Regions from separate parts of the Sus scrofa genome. Here region 2 is linked to region 1. Evidence: chromatin contacts called from public promoter capture Hi-C data. All regions are on one chromosome and are shown on one strand. Each heading gives the region's core, a stretch centred on a gene start, on an enhancer-like site or on the middle of the called end of the contact. The rest is flanking DNA. Distances are from core to core; before and after follow the strand shown.

Evidence for each region. Promoter capture Hi-C pulls out the DNA fragments that hold promoters and counts their contacts.
Region 2: a contact with region 1 is called in a promoter capture Hi-C map of liver, with 2.3 times the contacts expected there. The contact joins the promoter of CHCHD1 here to the promoter of MRPS16 in region 1. A contact is called at or near these places in 2 of 5 promoter capture datasets (fetal liver and liver) and 1 of 2 datasets of contacts at active chromatin or transcription factors (alveolar macrophages).

What each region holds. Positions count from the first base shown.
Region 1 is chr14:76,073,078-76,078,596 of Sscrofa11.1, reverse strand. It overlaps MRPS16 (28S ribosomal protein S16, mitochondrial), which reads left to right and starts at 3,958. Exons shown (of 4, transcript XR_001301010.1): 1 at 3,958-4,137; 2 at 4,623-4,883. CFAP70 (cilia- and flagella-associated protein 70) reads left to right here. Exons shown (of 27, transcript XM_013983341.2): 26 at 1,336-1,383; 27 at 3,018-3,328. The coding sequence ends at 3,098.
Region 2 is chr14:76,502,640-76,508,813 of Sscrofa11.1, reverse strand. CHCHD1 (coiled-coil-helix-coiled-coil-helix domain containing 1) reads right to left here and starts at 1,496. Exons shown (of 3, transcript NM_001190155.1): 1 at 1,347-1,496; 2 at 1,105-1,223; 3 at 1-513. The coding sequence starts at 1,470. The coding sequence ends at 400. It overlaps FUT11 (alpha-(1,3)-fucosyltransferase 11), which reads right to left. Exons shown (of 3, transcript XM_001928248.5): 3 at 3,038-6,174.

The DNA of each region.
Region 1 (5,519 bases), core at 2,709-5,208:
TCATATTTATGTATGTAAGCTTTCTCTAATGACTTTGCATACTCCTGCTAATTTGTTATGCACAAACTTGTGAAGTATGCTAGTGAATTCATATTATTCTTATTTAAGTCCTACATGAGTACTTCATGCAAGAAATAACTGGGAGGAGTAGTTTTCTCATTTCATATCCAGATCTTCATGGAAGTAATTCCAGTATCCGCTCTTTCTTATCCCTCCCTCTTCCTCTTCCTCACTCCTCTCTCCCTCTCTCCCTTCCTTCCTCCCCTCCTCTTCCCTCCCCTTCCCTTCCCCTTTCCTCCACATCTGTGACATATGGAAGTTCGTGGGCCAGGGAGTAAATGTGCACCGCATCCTTGACCTACTCTCCTTGACCTACTCTACAGCTGCCGGAATGCTGGAGCCTTAACCCACCGTGCCTGGCTGGGGATAAAACCCAGGGAGACAGGAGTTCCTGTCATGGCGCAGTGGTTAACGAATCCGACTAGGAACCATGAGGTTGCGGGTTCGGTCCCTGCCCTTGCTCAGTGGGTTGGGGATCTGGCGTTGCCGTGAGCTGTGGTGTAGTTTGCAGATGCGGCTCGGATCCCGCGTTGCTGTGGCTCTGGCGTAGGCCGGTGGCTACAGCTCCGATTAGACCCCTAGCCTGGGAACCTCCATATGCCGCGGGAGCGGCCCAAGAAATGCCAAAAAGACAAAAAAAAAAAAAAAAAAAACCACCCAGGGAGACAATGCTAGATCCTTAGCCCGCTGCACCACAGCGGGAACTCCCAGTATCTGATTTTTCTAATGCATAGAGACAGTATAAATTGCAGTAGTTAAAATCTTGACCTCTGGAGCTAGACTGCATTGTTTTAAAACCTGGCTCCTCCACTTATTAGCTTTATATCCCTGGCAATTTATTTCTCCCCTTTATGCCCAGGTTTCTCTATCTATGAACCATAGTGGCATTTAAATATATAATATCAATATAAATAATCATGGTATGTATGGAAATAAAGCATTTAAAATACAGACAATTATAAATGTAAACCAAAAAGCAAGCACTGTGTGTTGGCTTTTATTAACAGAATAGCTTCAATCCTTAGAGGAACAAATGACTCATTATATTTTCAGGGAAAAAAATGAGAGGCCATTGAAATGAAGGAGGTGTGTGTGTGTGTGTGTGTGTGTGTGTGTGTGTGTGTGTGTGTATTAGAATATCTGCTTTTTGAATTAAGAGGTTCTTAACTAAGAAGCTGTGGAATCCTCTGCTTTTGGTAGAAATGCTGGCAATATACTTTCCCATAATAATGTTTATGATATGTCATCATCACTAGCTGGTGCTCTTTTTTTCAGGCTGGACGGCAGCTGGAAGCTGAGCAGGCCTACAAGTACACAATGAAGGTATGATGCAAATAACTCTGCTGTTTGTACTGTACTGAGGCTGGGAAAATGGGAGAAAGGTGCTGGCTTAATCAGGGCTTTATAGCATTTCACAATGAGAATATCTTTCAAGAGTTTTTTCTTATCTTTGCCATTATCATGGGGCTGCTGGGTTTGGAATAATAATCCATATATATTACCATAGGGGATCTTTTGTTAACTTCCTTGAGCCTCATATTCCTCACAAATCAAATTCAGGTGTTGGTCTAGTCCAGGGGTCAGCAAAGTTTTTCTGTAAAGGGCAAAATAGGAAATATTTTAGACTTTGTGGCTACATAGTCTCTATTGTAACTATTATACTCTGTCCTTGTAGTGCAAAAACAGCCATAGGCAATACACAAACAAATGAGCATGGCTGTGTTTCAGATAAAACTTTACTTACAGAAAGAGGCAGCAGGCTGGATTTGGCTCATGAGCCATCATTTGCCAACTCCTGGTCTAGTTTATCAGTTGTGATTGCAAGTAATTTGAACAAAGTGGGGAAAGAACAAAGGGGTGATGCTAACTATTTCACCTACTTTTAAAGAGACATGGCTTTTACATTTCTTGTAAAAATTTGGCCAAAATTGAAATTCCCCTCGCTCCAAGGAAAGCAGGAAATGTGGCTTTTTAGCTGGCTACATTGCTTCCCTGAAAATGAAGATTTTGTTAGTAAAAGAATGTTTTCAGTAGGCAACAAATGTGTCTACTACACATTTAGATTTTAAAATTAAACTTAGATCTAATGTCTTTGATTTCTTTCTCTCATTTGCCATATGGGAATATTACACATTGGTCAAGATATGGGTGATATGGTGAACTCTTTTTTTTTTTTCCTTCTTTTTAGGGGCACACCTTCGGCATGTGGAAGTTCCCAGGCTAGGGGTTGAAATGGAGCTGCAGCTGCCAGCCTACACCAGAGCCACAGCAATACCAGATCCAAGCTGCGTCTGTGACCTACAGCACAGCTTGTGGAAACACTGAATCTTTAACCCACTGAGCGAGGCCAGGGATTGAACCCACGTCCTTATGGATACTAGTGGGGTTCTAAACGTGCTGAGGCACAGTAGAAACTCCTTTAAAAATAAACATTATTTTACAAAAAAAAAAAAAATGCCCAGGTTGTGAGTGTTCACGTTATGAATTTTCAAAACGTGAACACATCCATGTAAGCAGCATACTGTTCTGAGTTCCTTTTTTTTTTTTTTTTTGTCTTTTTGCTATTTCTTGGGCCGCTCCCGCGGCATATGGAGGTTCCCAGGCTAGGGATCCAATCAGAGCTGTAGCCGCCAGCCTACGCCAGAGCCACAGCAACGCAGGATCCGAGCCGCGTCTGCAACCTACACCACAGCTCACAGCAACGCCGGATCGTTAACCCACTGAGCAAGGGCAGGGACTGAACCCGCAACCTCATGGTTCCTAGTCGGATTCGTTAACCACTGCGCCATGACGGGAACTCCCTGAGTTCTTTTTAATGGAGTTGCCATGAAACAGAGAATATAAGAAGAGTCAATTCCACCCCAAGGATGGAATTTAGCTGTGGCTCTGAAAATAAGAGGTCTCTACATAGGTATATCAGGCATGACCTATGTCCTTCCTATCCTCCTCTCATGCAGCTGAAATTGAAAGATGAGAATCTGCTTGCAGAGATCCACACAGTACAGGAGACAGTTGGCTTTGGAAATCCATCTTTCTGACATCTTCCACCTGAAGAATTTTCTGTATGGGATGCTAAGCTCCTTTCCTTCTCAGAGAAATTAAATCCTGGATGTTTCACCATATGAGGGCTGTGGATGAGTTAAAAAAAGATCTTCAACATAAATTGAAACTCATTCATGTATTTCCATTGGGTATCATACTGGATGGCTATGTTACTGGAAGTTTTACTGGTTGACAGTAAACCGGGTGGCAATAAAAATCTAAATAAGAGGTTTTGAATTCTATGTGGTTCTGGAATTAAGGTACACTGAAGTCATTTAAGAATTATATATTTTTAATAGATGCAAACTATTGCATTTGGAGTGGATAAGCAATGAGATCCTGCTTGTATAGCACAGGAAACTATATCTAGTCACTTGTGATGGAACATGATGGAGGATAATGCAAGAAGAATATATAGGTACGACTGGGTACCTTGCTGTACAGTAGAAATTGACAGAACACTGTAAGCCGACTATAATGGAAAAAATAAACACCATAAAAAATAAAAAGAATTATATATATATATTTTACATATAATTCCCCCACACCAGACCGTCAGCTTCCTTGGGGCAGGAACAGCACCCTTTCATCTTTGAGATCTCAGCACTGCACCTTGGCCCTAACGTGCTCAAAAGAAAGTTTGCTGGCAGGATGGATTTGTAGAGCAGTTTAGCACCTCTCAGCCGCTCTCGGTATTCTCCCCATATTCCTCCCTCCAGCAGGGACCCACAGCCAGAGGGAGCCGGGCGCTCGCACAGGGTTTGGCTGCCCCTTTCCGGAGGCAGTAAAGGCGCGTTGAGTTCTGCGTGCGGCGTTACCGGCACCATAGAGGCAAAAAGCGGAAGAGGCGGGGCAAATGGGCCATTCGCTTCCGGCACCGGGGAGCCAGGCTGGGGTCGCTGAGGGGTGAGGTCGGGGCTTCGGGGGCATTGACCTTTCCTGTCTGTCCGCCGTGCAGTCCTTGACCGTAGAGCCGATCGGCCGGAACTGGCGCACAGGCCCCGGCGCCCTCTGGCTGCGCCATGGTCCAGCTCAGTGAGTGGATAGGGGCCCCGGGAGACCTTCTGGGCGGTGGAGCGGGTAGGAGGCATGGGGGATAGCGTGAAGCTGCGCTCTCCTGGGCTAGTTGGAGGCAAGCCAGCCTGAAACAAACTGCCACACGTTTGATCCTCCCCTTTGTGTGAGTGTGTGTGTGTGTGTGTGTGTGTTTAAATTTTTGCGGAAACTCTGTGAAATAAATGGTTTTCATCATATATTTGAGGCAGCTGGGCTCCGACATGGTACAGAGCCAGTAAATGGCAGACCTGTGGTGAGTGCACTAGAGGGTGAGGAGGAAGGTCCTTTCTAGCTGGAGCGCATGAGAGGAGTTTGACAAAAAGAAAAAAAGGTATCTCGACAGATTGACAAGAGTTGGTTGGAAATAAGGACATTTCAGTAGAGGAAGGGAGTTGTTTCATCTGCCTCATTTAGTCCATTTTGTGCCCTCAGTTCTTGTGTCTTAACTGCTTATTTCTCCACAGCTACTGTTCTGTGCAGGGCCTACCGTGGAGGCCATTTAACCATCCGCCTTGCCCTGGGTGGCTGTACCAACCGGCCTTTCTACCGCATCGTGGCTGCTCACAGCAAGTGTCCCAGGGATGGCCGTTTTGTAGAGCAGCTGGGCTCCTATGATCCGCTGCCCAACAGTCATGGAGAGAAACTCGTAGCTCTCAACTTCGACCGGATCAGACATTGGATTGGCTGTGGGGCCCACCTCTCTAAGCCTGTGGAAAAGCTCCTGGGTAACTAACTCTGTACTAGTCTTACCTCTGAGAGGATTTTAAAATGAAGTCAATTCCAAAATCATGGGAACTCAGAACGATTTTCATTATCTCCAGGCTAATGAGGATTGGCGTGAGAACTGAAATTGATTAATTGCCGTTTAGAACCTGGAGACCCCTTTTGTGGACTCCTTTTGTGAAACTTTATGGGTGACTGAGATTTTTATGCTAAAAATTGGGAATGGTGTATCTTGAATGGATCTCTGTCAGTTGATTTTTTTATCAAGTAAGGAGAATAGTGTTAGGAAGTAGACAGTATCCATTGTCTTTTTTTTTTTTTTTTTTTTTTTTTGTCTTTTTGCTTTTTTGAGGGCTGCTCTCGTGGCATATGGAGGTTCCCAGGCTAGGGGTCTAATCGGAGCTGTAGCGCCGGCCTACGCCAGAGCCACAGCAACTTGGGATCCAAGCGGTGTCTGTGATCTACACCACAGCTCATGGCAATGCCGGATTCTTAACCGACTGAGCAAGGCCAGGGATTGAACCTGCAACCTCATGGTTCCTAGTCGGATTCGTTAACCACTGCGCCGCGACGAGAACTCCTATCCATTGTCTTCTTGCAGTAAATGGGAAGAAGGGAGTTGGGGGGAAGAGGTAAAA
Region 2 (6,174 bases), core at 247-2,746, 430 kb before region 1:
TTTACAGATAATGGCAAAAAAGCTCTTCATATAAACAGACTCCAACATCCTTATGCATCCTTTGCATACAAAGGCAAGGACACTAAGTGGTATAAAGGTTTTTGTCTTGACCCTGGTGCAAATTACAGAGCAAAGACTTTCCAGAGTGTAGGGGAGAACACAGGACTCAACTATAGTGGGAATACCTAATCCACAACAAAAGGCCAAGCTCTCTTCAGGGGATTTTATTTCAACATAAAATATAATTTCCATCCACATAATGATTCCAAAGGGTTAAAAAAAAGTGTTTCGCGTCCTTCCACTCTTCAAAAAGAACGTGTGACAATGCAAATATCTCTAAAAAGCCTCTGCATAGTTCTCAGAAGCTACAGTCCAGTCATTGAAAATGCTTCTCCATTTTCAGCTGACATGAGGTTTGTTAGGAAACCTATGTAACAACTTATTCAATTTCTTGGGGGGTAAACTCCCCAACTCTCCCAGGTTCTCCTGGATTGATCTCATCTTTCGGGCAGCCTGAAAACACAGAACAAAAATTAAAATGACAGCTCTAAAGTTGGCCCTGACCTAAGCTAATAGTTCTCACAACACCCCAAATCACACTGAGAAATTAACCAGCCTGGAGAGCTGCGTCATCTTCTCAGTCCTCTTTCATCAAAAGGACTTGGGAACCATGAATGACTGTATGATCTGAAGCCATCATCCAGCTGGCAATTAAATCTAAGCTGGAAACCAAATAAACTGTCCTTTCCTATCTTTAGTTCACTTGGGAGAATAATGTCTATTTGAGCAGCAATTTAAATTTTACAATGTGGTTTTCCCATTCATTTCTTCACTTAACACTCACAAAATTCTTTAAGGCAGATATGAATATTAACCTCACTGTGCATCTGATAAAGCTAAAAGCAGTAAAACAAATCGCTCAAGATCACGATGCCTTCAAAATTGTAAACTTTCGCACTTTGGCATGAGTCAAGTAGATCCCAAAAACTTTTCTCGCCCTTTTTGAGGGAGAAGAATTTTCTTATCACCAAGCAAGAGGCAGTAAGAACCATACTGTATACCCCATTCTCCTCCCAAGAGGGCACCCCAGGAGCCTCCTGTCACCTCAGCCCTCGAAGCACAATCGAAGAAGTCCTGAATCTCTTTTCTGCACGCTTCGTCGCGGAATTCATTCTGCTTCCAGCAAGCCATCATTACTGACATCTCCGTGATACAGGTCGCCTCTGGTGGAGAACGGGAAGGACCCTCAATCACAAGGAGACCCTTACCTTCCGGCCCTCCCACCCAGCGGCCCCCTGCACTCCTCCGGCTTCCGTTCTAGGGCCTCCACGGCTCCGACTGCTCACCGCCCTTCTCCCGGCGCCGTTCCCCGACATGATTGGCTAGGATGAGGGGCTTGTTGGGCTTCAGTATAGGCCTCCGTGGGTTTCCAAGCCGTGCTAGTCGACCCCGCAGGCTGGGAGTCGCCATTGCAAAGCGAGCTCCCGGCAGGCTCTGCGGCGCCGTGCGTGACCCTGCGTGACCCTACGAGCTTCCTGAAACTAGGAGGCTCCCTTTCCCGCCCAGCATGCACCGCTTTGTTTTCTTGGCGGGGCACCCGCGCTGCTGGGTTCTGACCTGCTTTAATAGAGACCGATGTGCAGGTTGGGAGGAGAATCTTTGGGACTCGTCTGCTGACCTAGGCCACTCTTGTGGGCCCTGAAGTCTTGGGGCAGTACTGGACCGGGAACACCCAGGAAACACTGATAAACGGACTCTAGTTTCGAGTGGTAACCGGCTGGATTAGAAGGTGATTGGAGTTGCCTGGTGGCTCAGTGGGTTAAGGATCCACCTTGCCACTATTATGGTGGGAGTTCGTTCCCCCGGCCCAGGAATTTCCGCCTGCAGCGGGCGCATCACCAAAAAAAAAAAAAAAAAAAAAAAAAAAAAAAAAAAGATTGACCTAAGCAAGGGCAGAGAGGATGGGAGCAAATAAAACTGGGAGACTGAAAAATGCTAAATTGGGAATTATTATTACTATTAAAAAAAAAAAAAAAAAAAGCCCACACCCGGAGCATAGGGAAGTTCCGAGGCCGGGGACTGAATCCGAGCTGCAGCTGCGGCAACACCGGATCCTTTAACTCATTGCTCCAGACCAGGTATCAAACCCGCACCTCCTCAGCTGGCGGGAGCCGCTGCGCCAGGGTCAGAACTCTAGGAATGATTTTAATAAACCTTCAAGAACTGTTGGTTTTGACTACGTTTGGAACCACCCCAGAAGCCGCAAAGAAAAATTAGCCCTCATTTACTTCAGCAGCTACTGTTGTTCAGAAATCGTTTGCTCATTTATATCGATCTCACTGGGTAAGGAAAGGTTTAAGGACTTTTGCATACATTGTTTTACTTAATCCTCTTCCCAATTCTCTGAAGATACTTAGTAGTATCATTCCTATTTATAGACTTTGTCCTTCCTTGTGATGCCTAGCTTTAATCAGACTTGGTTCTGACTCCCCCCCCACCCCCCACCTCCCAAAATGATTTACAAAGACGTACCGCTGATTCTCAAGGCATATATTTATACATGAGCACCATGTAATGGAAGCACAACTTGTACAAACTTGTAGTTCTTAAGATGACTACTTTGGAGAGCAATACTTAATTTGGTTGTGTAAATTTAGTATGCTAAAATCACTTATCACAGATGTCTGGAATCTTTCCATTTATCTCTGCATGGCTGGTTCTTTTTCTTCTGTTGAGTCTCAGTTTGTCAGGACTTCCCTGACTTCCATCCAAACCACTATCAAGCTGTTTTATTTTCTTCACAGCACCTATCATAGTCTGGATTGTCTTGTTCCCTTACTGTTCATTTACAGCCTTACCCCCAACACCCATTTAAAATGTAAGCACCGGAAGAGAATAGACCTTGTCTATCTTGTTCAGTGCTTAATCCCCAGTGCCTAGAGTAGTGCCAGTAAATGCTTGTTAAATGAACAAATGTTTTAAGTATTTTTCCAAGTCTCCAACTTTATCACAGCCAGAAATAAAACCAAGCAAAAGACACTGTTTCAAAAGAAGCCATTTATTATACAAAATGAAACCTGAGACAATAGAAAACAGCAACACCTGGGAATAGTAAGGGCATCAGCCCCAAGTTCCACCCTGACTCCAGCAACACAAATAAAGCTGACTCCTATCAGACACTTCTACCACCAATAACCCCAAGCCTGCTGCTGTACAGAATGCAGGCTGGGTCACAAACTAGCGAAAATTCACATTGCTTGCTTTCTCTGTAGAGAAAGAGAAGCCTTTAGTTGGATAGCTAGGTGGCTATTTCTGGTGCTGCCTTCCCTTGTGGACCCGTAGCACCTGGCCTTCCCTGCTCTTTTATGAATACTTCTGTGGTAATAGGGAATAAAGGAGAAAGTGTGGGGAGCACTGGTCACAAAGCAGGCATGAGTCTCTGGCCACAATCATTCATAAACAACTGGCCTACTTTATACATAAAAGTGCTAAAGTAATGCCAATGTGAATTGGTGTAATTAGACAGGAAAGGAAAGGATGATTCTACCCCTTGCATAACCATCACTTACCATTTTTATTGCACATAATGAAATTTGAGTCTGAACATTAGTTTGCACATGGTTGTAATATGTATTTTGCATTCTATAAACCAGCATCAGCATTTAAATAGAGTGCAGGCTTAGAAATCAGAGTCCTGAATTTGACTTCTTTTGTAAGGGTCTCTACTATATCAAATTTTAACAGAAGTATTTTTGAAGGTCTTCCCCTCCTCTTGTTTTCTGTGAAAGTCCAAACTGGGTAAGCAAACTTTCCATGCTCTTATGAAAAGCATTTTTTATTAAATAAACTGGAAAAAGAACCACGTTGGCAGTGAAACCCAGCCTAAATAGGTTTCCTTGGCCACATCTTTAGGTGTCACGATAAGTGTGGGACCCTAGTTATTGAAGCATCTCATATATAAACAAAATGTTTATTGGGAGTTCTGTTGTAGGATTTCCATTTTGTGGGATATTATATAGTTTCATGCCAGCCTAAAGTTATATAAATTCTCTATAGATCTTTACTGAATTCAAAGTAGGTGTCATTTTAAAAAAATTAAACATGATGTTGGCTTTGATGTTAAATAAAGAGCTAGATTTCTTAAATTTAAACACAAACTGTTATCATCATACACAGAATAGCTTAGCATTTTGCTCAAAATAATAAAAACAAACAAAACCTTATATAAGGACAAGGTTATTTATACACAGTCTATACTGAAGTCATAAAATCTTCCTCTTGTCTTTGCAACCGTATTTATATGTTGGTAAATTTGTGTGTATACAGATACACACATATACTAAACCAGATATATTGATAAGCTATGAAACTTCTCTAGTGATAATTCATTAATACAACATCACAACCAGGGTAGTTCTAAGATACATAGTATTCTTTCTTGTTCCACTGCCCCAGAAAAAGCAAATGGTCTCCTTGCCCATTAAGCTGTATGTTTAAACCACAGCAAATGGAGGGTTTGCCTATATCCCCTTATGATGGCTTGTATGTCTTGCCTTACCTCTCATCCCCTTGAGCTTAGGGCCTTGGATGGGCTCCATCAAAATGTAGTCTCAGAAAGTACTATAAAGTCGTGTCTTGTATCAGTAATAGAATGAATGAAGTTGGAATATTTATCCCACTTAAAGTGAAAAGTGCCTCAGAATATGAGATAATTAATACAGCTATATTGCTGGGCTGTTTTGTCCACCACAATTTCATGACTTTTGGGGGGGAAATGGGACTTTTGAGGCATACAAAAATAATAAAGTAGAAGAGTTCATTAGGCAGACAGAAAAGAACAAAAACCTATAAAAATTTGCACTTTGATTCACAATGGGCTATTTTAACACTTCAAAATCATTATAGCTTTTTCTATCATCATTTCCAGGCTTAGTCTCCATCTCCAGCCAAAAATAGAGAAGGACAATTCATTAAATTTATACGACATTTATTAGTCACTGTATCATATGGAGGTTCCCAGGCTAAGGGTCCAACAGGAGCTGCAGCTGCCAGCCTATGCCTCAGCCACAGCAGCACCAGATCCAAGCTGTGTCTGTGACCTACACCACAGCTCACGGCAAGGCCGGATCCTTAATCCACTGAGCGAGGCCAAAAACTGAACCTGAAATCTTATGGCCCCTAGTTGGATGTGTTTTTGCTGCGCCATGATGGGAACTCCAGTCACTGAATCTTTCTATTCATGAAGTGAGAAAGAATTCTAGATATCCCCTAGATAAAAAGCAAACCAGCAGTAAAAAAAGCTGGCAAACCTATAGCCAATTTAATACAGGGGATGATGAATGTGGGAAGGGTGGCGAGGATACTCCATCTCCATCAGAAATTATGGAACACCAGGAAAGAAAAAGCTATTCAAAATTAAAAGTTAAGCAGTTCCCTTGTGGCGCAGCAGGTTAAGAATACAGCATTGTCAATGAAGTGGTTCTGGTTGCTGCTGTGGCTTGGGTTTGATCCCTGGCCAGGGAACTTCCACATGCTCTGGGTGCGGCCAAAAAGCCACACACACATGCCCACAAATAATAATAATAAAATAAAAATTTTAAAGGCTGACATGAAAAGCAAAGTAAATGATTTAAAAAAATACAACTCCAGGGACCAGAACACAACTCACCAGGAGTTTTGCTTCACCACCAACACAACACTTTAAAAACCAAGAGATGAGCAAAAGAGATTAGGAAAGGTAAGGAGTAATAATGAGTGGTTTGAGGAATAGCACAAGAGAAGTTTTAAACCTGGCCCATCTTACCTCATTCACAGCCAAATATTAACATGTTGTCCCACTCACAACTGAGAGGATGAAATGGCTAGAGAAATAAGCAATTCCTTAAAAACGCTGTTGATCAGCACCTTGAATCAAATGCGTGTTTCAGGCTTCTGCTTCCCACAAAACCAAGAACTGGATGCTTCCATCTTTCCTCGAGGAGAGGCCCTATTACCTATAAGGCTAAGACTCTGGCTACACACCATTAGACTGAAATATCTGTGGATATAGTTTATCCTTTGAATCCATGGTAAGAGAGTGTTCATTAAGGATCTGTGCAGCAGATACCCTTCACGTCGTATGGTAGAATAAAAACCTCCATCTCCTTAGCTCTATCAAGTTAAGGACTCTTGCAA